Linked DNA regions of Mus musculus: region 2 is linked to region 1. Evidence: chromatin contacts called from public promoter capture Hi-C data. All regions are on one chromosome and are shown on one strand. The core of a region is the stretch at or near the end of the contact, and the rest is flanking DNA. Distances in the headings are between cores, read along the strand shown. Region 1 holds the start of D130051D11Rik (a long non-coding RNA gene). Region 2 holds the start of Brd1 (bromodomain containing 1).

Region 1 (4,453 bases), core at 1,408-3,907:
GAGGATTCCTTGGGCTTGCTGGTCAGCCAGTCTGATCCAAAAGTTGAGCTCCAGTTCAATGAGAGACTCTGTCTCAAAAAATAAGGTGGGAAAAAATAATAAGGCAGAGAATAATTGAAGAAATCACTCGAAGTCTGACTCTGTCCTCCATGTATACATAAACACATACACACACTCCAAAAAGTCTTCCCACCCCAAAAATGCCTTTAGGGGGTGTTAACATAGTTGTAAGGGTATTATTGAGGAGGCTGGCTAAAGGGCTCAGGAGGTAAAGGTGCTTGCCCCACACGTTCGCCAGCTTGAATTTGATCCCTGGAACCCACATAAAAAGTCTGATTTACGTCAGGCATGTATCTAATTTCAGCACTTCGGCGAGATGGGAGTCAGAAACGGGAGAATCAGCTGCAAGCACAAGGGTCAGCTTGCCTGTACTGCGCAGCAGAAATGAGCTGCCCTCCCTCAAGGAGGTGGAAGGAGACACTCCTAAAAATCGTCCTCAGACTTCCTCATGAATATTAATAAGCTTTTTTTTTTTTTTTTTAATGTACTGTTTCCACAGCATTAGGCATCCACTCCTTGCTATGCAGCCATCAGCATCCATTTCCACACCTTCTCATCCTAAACTGAAACTCATCTGGTCACTAAGAACTTTACACTTCCTCTGGCCTCAGAGCCTAGAAACGCCATTCTCCTGTCTATGGGCTCGCCTGAGGATCTGTTGAATGGGCCTCATGATTGGATACTTTGTGTCTAGCTTTCTTCACCTAGCCCTGTTTTCAGGGTTCAATTCTGTTGTAGCTGATTGGAGAACTTGATTCCTTTCTAAGCCTGCTGATGCCCCTTTGTTTGTGTTTATGCTATCAGCTTCACCCACTGACCCATCCATGACCCTTTGGGAGCTGTTTCTAGAATTTCTACCTTTCCTCTCCTTGGAGCAGGAGTGCACAGCAGACTGACAGCATTCCTGCTTTCAAGTCCTTGGTTACATACTGACAAGAGAAATTGCTGGGCCTTGTGGTAGCTCTGGCTTTTCCATAAAGGTTTCTGTAGCAACTACGTCATTTTGCATTCCTACCAGCAATGTGAAAAGGTTCCAGATTCTCCACATACTTGCCAACACTTTTTCCATTTTTCCATTTTTGTGCTTTTTTTTTTTTTCTGTACTTGCAACCTTAGTGTGAAGTGTTTTGTGAATTTGGTTTTTTTTTTTTCCCCTCTGTTGATTGGCCACAATGAGTATCTTGTTGGCTGTATGGGTCTTAGCTACTTAGTCTTTAAAAACATTTAAGTCCTTTGCCTATAATTAAATTAGGGATTTCATTGTTGAGTTTTAGTTCTTTATGTAATCTGGACACTAGGTATCTATTTTTTGGCTACAAGTGATTTATCACTTGTTGAAACATTGTTACCTTTTAAATGTAGAAAACTCAAAAGAGGGCCGAGCTTGGTGGCTCAAGCCTTTAATCCCAGCACTCCGGAGGCAGAGGCAGGCAGATTTCTGAGTTCGAGGCCAGCCTGGTCTACAAAGTGAGTTCCAGGACAGTCAGGGCTATATAGAGAAACCCTGTCTCGAAAAAACAAACAACAAAAACAAACAAAAAACAATAACAAAAACAAAAGAGAGAAAGAAAGAAAGAAAGGAAAACTCAAAAGAGATGGAAACAAGACGGCCTATGAGAGTTAAATAACAAAGGGGTTTCCCATCTAGGGCTGTGTGGGGCCACAAATAGGGCTATGGTCAGACCCTCACAGCAACACCAGCCACAAAAAGACAAAGGGCAAGGTAGTACTGTATAGTATTGTCCCTATTTCTGTTTCAAATATACATAGAATTATAAAAATAGAAACGTCAAAATGTTAACACTAGTGATCTTAAATAATCAGAGTGTTTATTTGTTTTTGTTGTTGTTTTTTGTGTTGTTGTTGTTGGTGTTTTTGAGATATAGCCCTGACTGTCCTGGAACTTGCTCTGTAGTCCAGGCTGGTCTCAAGAGCAGAGATTCACCTGCCTCTACCTCCCAAGTGCTGGGATTAAAGGAGTGTGCCACTACCTGGCATATTGATCAGGTTTTTAAAAATTCTTGTCAACTTTCTAAATTTTCTCCAGTAACGTATGATTTTTGAGTTGGAAAATTATAAAGTTTTTGTTTGTTTGTTTGTTTGATACTAGAATGGAAGCCAAGGTCTCCTGTCTGCTAGGAAAGGACTCTACCAACTGAGGTACACCCTTAGATCAAGAACTGGGTATTTTTAAGGTATTCTCAAGTGTTACTGCAATTTTGCAAGACTCTTTACATCACGTACACAGCCTCAAAAAAGGAAAAATCTCACGAGGAGCTTGAGGGTTACCCGTTTTCTTCCTCCTTGCCAAGATTTACAAACTCCAAGGGCAGGAAAGCTTTCAGAACAGAAAAGTCTGACTAAAACGAAAATCTGATTCAAGTGAAATGCAGCCCTAAGGTTCACAGTGACAGGCTGAGAGCCCGCCCTGAGTCTGCGCAAACTCATTTAGGCCGCGCGCAGAGGCTCCGCCTCCCGCCTGCCCGCACTAAGGTTGGGCGTGCCCGGCGCCAGGTCCCGCCCACATACCTAGGCCCCGCCCCACACGCAGGCCTCGCCCCGGAGCCGCAGCCTGCTAGGCCGTAAATTTGCATTCAGAGCTGGCCGACCCAGGGCCCGCCCACTCTGTGCTTCACTCCGCCCGCACCGCCCGCGACCCCGGAAGTCGGAGATGGTGGCCCAGTGGCTCCACCTCCAGCTGGGCAAGGCTCCGCCTCTAGACAGGGCCCCGCCTCTCAGCTGCGAACCGCGGCCTCCAAGTATGCCGCACCCTGGACTTCATTTCCGGCGCAGGCTACTTAGAAGTCACGCCCCCAGACTCGAGAGGCCCCGCCCTACGTCTACCGCGAGTCTGCTTCCGGGGTGGAGCGTGAGAGTTGTGTGTTATTTTAAGGGCTGTGGGCGCCGTGGGCGCACTTCTGCCTTTTCTGCTCCCTCTGTACCCCCTCAAGGTGTGAGCGTGGAGCTTTCTAGGTCCCTAGAGGGGGCAGGCCACGGCACCGTCTTGGCGGCGGAGTCCTGGCACCGGGAACCCGAGGCCCCTCCTACTTTAGACTGTAGCCTCCCTCTGTACCAGGAGCGACGTGGCCCTGCCGGGTGCTCAGCCCTATCCAAGAAATGCAGAGCCCAGGCTAGCCCCGCAGTGTGAACGCCCCTTTTGGAGGTCTGCAGGCCCAGAGACGAGAGCGCCTATTTGTTGACAGCCACTTTTCAGGAAGGCCCGCACATGCTTCTGATGTGCTGTCGCAGGGCTCCTAGCCACTGTGGCCAGCACTGTCCCTCCACAGAGAGACAAGTCCTTCCACACCCTGGTTCTGATTCTCTGGTTTAATCTGTTCTGCTCAGCTGGAGCACATAGTTCCTTTCCGTGGTCACCTCTCGTCGCCAGCACTGCCCCGTTCATCATTCTTTATTCCTAGCCAGAAGACTTTAAGCATCCTGGAGGTGCCTGATGTCCCCACCCCAACTTGTTCACCGAGACCATCAAATAAAGGTTCTTTAACCTTTAATAATGGCTCATACAGAGGACCCACTGTGGCTTAAAACATCATGGGGTTGCTTAATCTACTAAATGTCCTGGCTTATCAACTCAGCACACTGGAGCATGTGGTTTCCCCTGGTGATGGCCAGCGTTGAGAAAGGGTGCTTATATCGCATTATCACCAGCATGGAAGAGATCAAACTCAAAATCCCAAGTAGTGTTTCTGCTGATGCCTGTCGCTTCTGCACCATTACAAGATCAACCCCCAAATGAAACATTGTAGATTGTGCATCATTTGTGCGCTGTCTTTCTTTGTACCGGAGTCAGGAGTGGGTTGCAGAAGATGGTCTCTATGATGCCTTTGAAGAACATGGAAAAGTAGGTGATTTCCAAGCATCTGGTTTGTTGGACCAAGCCTGCCAAGCCACTCTCAGGGACAGAATGTGTATGAAAGAGACCACCCAGTGTTCTCATATATAATTTTGAAGAAACCAGCCTTGTGCACTGAGAGTGCCTCTCTCTTCTGCACCTACTGCTCTCCTTGGGATAGCCTAAGGTATCTTATTGGTTCCATAGTGTCTTTCCAGGTCTTATGTGGTGGCTGTTGGCAGCAGTGGGTACCTAGCCCTGGGCTTGAGGTTCTACCTCATTTGTTTGCAATAGTCCAGATTTTCTAGACTGAAATGTGCCTCAGAGAGGCAGCCTTACAGTGCTTTGGTTTTTTGGTTTTTTTTTTTTTTCTTTCTCCATATTAGAAGACAAAGCTTGGGAACTGGATGGGCACCTCTATAAAAAGAAAACACATGGTTTCCAAGAGAATGGCCTCTCTGGTTTTTGTTTTGTTTTGTTTTGTTTTTTTCCCACCAATTGTGGACAGAGGCACACTTCAGCCCAATAATTTCAAGTGAGTCG
Region 2 (4,382 bases), core at 1,308-3,807, 3.1 Mb after region 1:
GGGCGCCAAGAGCCTATATTCGCATTCCTTGTAGTGGACTCTGACATGCCGTGGTATCTATGGACCTTATGAGCAGACAAGCCCACTCAGAACCACTGGGCAAGCAGAATGAGCACATGGAGCATCAAGTGCCAGGAGCACTCGCTCGCGCCCCTCCAGCTCAACAAACCTATTTTACTGACAAGAAGTAGAGTTAGACTGACTCCCAAATATACCAAGTTGAAATATCAGGATAGTCCAGAGGAAGGGCGAGAGAGAGAGAGAGAGAGAGAGAGAGAGAGAGAGAGAGAACGCGCGCACCAGAGCCTGAACTCACAACTCATAGTTATCTTACTAGTCTTTGGGAAAAGCCCTCAAAGAGCAGACTTCATGTTTTAAGTCCCAAAAGGAAATCTCTACAATGCATTTTTAAAGACAGACTTTACAAGCTGCAGAAAGCCACATTCTATACTATCTCTCTATGAACAAGAAGAATATGAAGACACTGTAGTCAGCCAGACCCCAATGCACCTGCTTCTGAGGCACTTCCAGGTGCCTACTCAACACTGGATTCTCAGGAAACTGTCAAAGCAACCCTAGCCTGCCCTAGGCCTCTAGTGGCATCCCTAAGTCGAGATAGGTGCAAATCCAGGTGTCAGCACCATATCCTTCCCAAAAAGAACCACGGGCAGAAGCAACAGCTCCCAGATTAAAGACAAACATGTAATTTTCTCCTCTCCAGTAAAGTACTGTAGCCAGCCTGTCAAATCCCACATTCTTCTAGTGAGCACTGAAGGACTGTCTTTAAACCACTTTTCTACAAGAACTGAACCTAATACTTAATGGCCACAGCTACTCTGTAATTTGAAAAGGTAGTTGTGACCAGGGGAAAGCGGACATGTAACAGTACTGCCCGGCACAGTGACCAACAATCTCATCTACTTCCTCATTTTCATATACCCAGCACTTTACCCCTCTGGCTCTATGCAGGAACAAGCATCTCTCCACGGAGGAATCAGCAAAGGCAACAAGCATGCTTCTCCAGAAATCACTGGGCTAAACGCATCCTAAAAAGCTTTGCCGGCAAAACGAGGGGAAAGACTCCATGCTCAAAATCAGCTCCGTTCATTTCCGGCCCGGTTTGCGGACAAGCCATTTAAACTCTTCCTAGCTTCCACCCCTCACCGTAAAAGCACACAGGAAAGAGACACACCTTACTCTAAGGTGACCATCCGGAGAGAAAAACACAGACTCAGGACAGTGCACGCGACCCAACAAGTGATAAAACAGTAACTAAGTAATAGGGAAATTCTGTAACTACTTGTTACCAGATGACAGATACTCTAAAACAGTCGCAGCTGGGTGAAGTGAATGTCCTCCATGAAGGGGGGCCGTTTCCTAGGTGTGTGTAAGTGTGTCACAACTGCAGGGCACCATGAGGAGCTGCGTTTTCTGCAAATTAAGCGCACAGGAAAGTTGCTTCTCTCCTAAAGGCCCAAGAAAGCCGCGCACGCGCGCTCGTTTCTCGGCGTTTCCTGCACTCATCCACGGAGTTGTGGCGGAGCTGCGGGCTTGCTCCGGAGATACCAGGCCCCGCTCCACTTAGGAAATCTTCCGAGCCCGTCCCTCTTCAAGGGAGTTTCCTGTCTTGGCAAAATAGATCGGACCGATCTGTTACATAATGCGACCCGCTCCGCACCGCCAAGGCTACGGGCGAGGACGTGGGCAGACGCCACGAGACCCCAGGCCTTCCGCCTCCTCCGCTGTCCGACGCCCGGCCCCTCGGCCGCCCCAGCCGCCCAGACAGCCGAGCTGCCCAGAGCCCGCCCGCCCGGCCCGGCGGCCTCCCCGCCTACTGAGCCCTGCCGATCGCTCCATTCTCTTGGCCGCGCCTCCCGCGCCGCGGCGGCCTCCTTCTACTCCTCTGTCTCCCCGACCCCGCCGCGGCCTCCGTGTCCCTCTCCGCCCCCACCCGGCTGCGGCCTCCGCCTCCGCGATCTCGCCGCGGCCTCGCCTCCCGAACCCGGCCTCTTGGGCGAGCCGCCGGCACCGATCTCCGGCGTCCCCGGCCGCGCCGGCTCACGGCGGCGCACGTCCGCCCGGCCTTCTCGGTCCCTCCGGCTCCCGCGCCCGCCAGGCCTCACGGCCTCGGGGCCTCGCCGCCCCGACTCTCCGGCCTCCCCGCCCGCGGACAATGCGGAGCCGCCGCTGCCGCCTCCAAACATGGCGCCTGCACCTCCGCCCCGGCCGGCGAGGCGGGCGGCGAACGGCGACCGTCAGACACTCACCTTCGGGGGCGCCGCGGCCGCGGGAGCCCGGCGGGCGGGCGGGCGCGGAGGCCGGCGCGGCCGAGGCGGCGCTAATGGCGCCGCGGCTCCTCCGCCAACGGCCGCGCAGCCGTGCCCCGCCGGGCTCCGGGGCGCGCTCGGCCAGCGGCTCCGGGCCCGCAGGGCGCCGCGGCTCGGGCGGGGTCGGCGGCGCCGGCACGGCCGGCTGAGGCCGGCTCGGGGCCCGGCCGGGCGGAGGACGCGGACGCGGAGCTGCTCGGACGCCTGCCGAGGCGCTGCTCGCTCCCCAGCGAAGCAAACAATGCGGCGAGCGCTCCGCCCGGCGCGCTGCGTGCGAGACGCGCCCCGCCCGCCGCCGCCACGACGCGCGCCGCGCCAAGCCGGGATAAGGGGGCGGGGCGGGACGCGAAGGAGAGAGTGGGGTGACCAGGAAGGGTGTTAGGGTGGGGATCCGGATGGGGGAGGAGTGCTACAAAAGTGGGGTGACTAGGAGGAGAATTCTGGGGGAGACAGGCTAGGGTTCCTGAGGATGAAGGACTGCTGCTGTAAGAGAAGGGTAACCAGATGAATGGTGTTTACTATGGGGTCAATGGCACTGAGTAGAGCAAGAATGCTGACCCTAGAGAGCCAGGTGGAGTTTCCTGAGAGTGCTTGCTTTCCAAGGGAGTGGTATTTTGAGAGAATCAAGAGATGCATCCTAAGGGGGGGAAGTGGGGTTCTGATAGTGTCTGGTGACCAGCGTGGTTCACGGAGGATGAGTTAGGAGGGAATGGAAATGAGGGCCGTGATGGAGGGGATCACCAAACAAGGGTGGATTTATTTGAGGAATAAATGGCTAGGACTGGGGAACCCTAAGGTGGCACTAGAAAGGCATTAACAAGGGCACGAGGTCAGTGGTTGGGTAGAGGAGGGTATGGAAAGGACTTGAGGATGACTAGTGACTGGGACAAGTAGTAGCAATCTCAAACTATGGGCAGCCAGGTCTGGGGGCATGCCTCCAACTCAGGCTTTCCTCTTCTTTTCTTTCTTTCTGTCTGTCTGTCTACCTTTCTTACTTACTTTGGTGGTGGTGGTTTGATTGTTTGGTTGCCTGATTTTTGGTTTTGTTGTTTTGAGACAGACTCTCACTATGTAATTCTGACTGTAACTCACTATGTAGTCAGAGATCGGCCTCCCTAAAGGCATGGCCCACCACCCATGACTTAGGCCTTCCTCTTATAAGCATTGTACTCATAGAAGTATTTAAGCATTGACATCCCTACCAAGGAGCTGGTAACACTTACAGCAGTGGTTCTCAACAGTCCTATTGCTGCTGATCAATGCTGTGATGGCCTCCAGCCATCAAATTCTTTCACTTCTACTTTATAACTATAATTTTCAATACTGTTATGAATGTAAATATCTGATATGCAGGACCAAAAGGGTTGTGACCCACAGGCTGAGAACCTCTGCTGTAAAAGGCTTGAAGATTTTGAAATCAGGGCCCTTTGGGTTGGTGCTTAGGGACACTGGTCTTACTCTCCAGCTTGTTCCGTCTACTTTGTCCTTAGTTTAAAAGTTAGTGGCTTCTAGAGAATTTTCATTATGAGACTCATCTGTAAGTATTTTGAAATGGGGGTGAAGACTGGGTAGTTCTTTGGTTGCCTTGGAAGGCTTATGACAGGTGTCATGGTGATGAAGCACTAGTCATGTGCCTGTGACATTAGCCTGGACCTCTCAGGTAAACAGAAGAGCTTTTCATTCGTGAGCAGAGCTGCTCTCCTCCCCGCCCATGACAGGCAGGGCAGGCTCACAGCTCAGGATGTGGCACCAAACAGTTATTGGGACAAGGCAGACTTGCTCATCTGTGCCTTGCAGCTTTTGGCTGGCCACTACTCTTATCCCACTGTAGCCAAACTATGGGCTGGAAAATAGTCATTTTGTTGTTGTTTGTTTTGTTTTTCAATACAAGGCCCCTCAGTATATCCCTGAACTTCCTCTGTGGAGCAGACTGGCCTTGAACTCAAGAGATTTACCTGCCTCTGCCTCCAGAGTCCTGGGATTAAAGGCAATTGCCCTGCTGAAAAATAGTCTTTAAGGGTAAGTTAATTCTGGAGCCACTCCCGAGCAAGGCCT

Evidence for each region. Promoter capture Hi-C pulls out the DNA fragments that hold promoters and counts their contacts.
Region 2: a promoter capture Hi-C map of pre-B cells shows a contact between it and region 1, with 4 times the contacts expected there. The contact joins the promoter of Brd1 here to the promoter of D130051D11Rik in region 1.

Annotation. Positions count from the first base shown.
Region 1 is chr15:85,631,939-85,636,391 of GRCm38.p6, forward strand. D130051D11Rik (a long non-coding RNA gene) reads left to right here and starts at 2,658. Exons shown (of 2, transcript XR_003951642.1): 1 at 2,658-4,097.
Region 2 is chr15:88,731,662-88,736,043 of GRCm38.p6, forward strand. Brd1 (bromodomain containing 1) reads right to left here and starts at 2,558. Exons shown (of 13, transcript NM_001033274.3): 1 at 2,268-2,558. It overlaps Gm41377 (a long non-coding RNA gene), which reads left to right and starts at 2,460. Exons shown (of 3, transcript XR_875560.2): 1 at 2,460-4,346.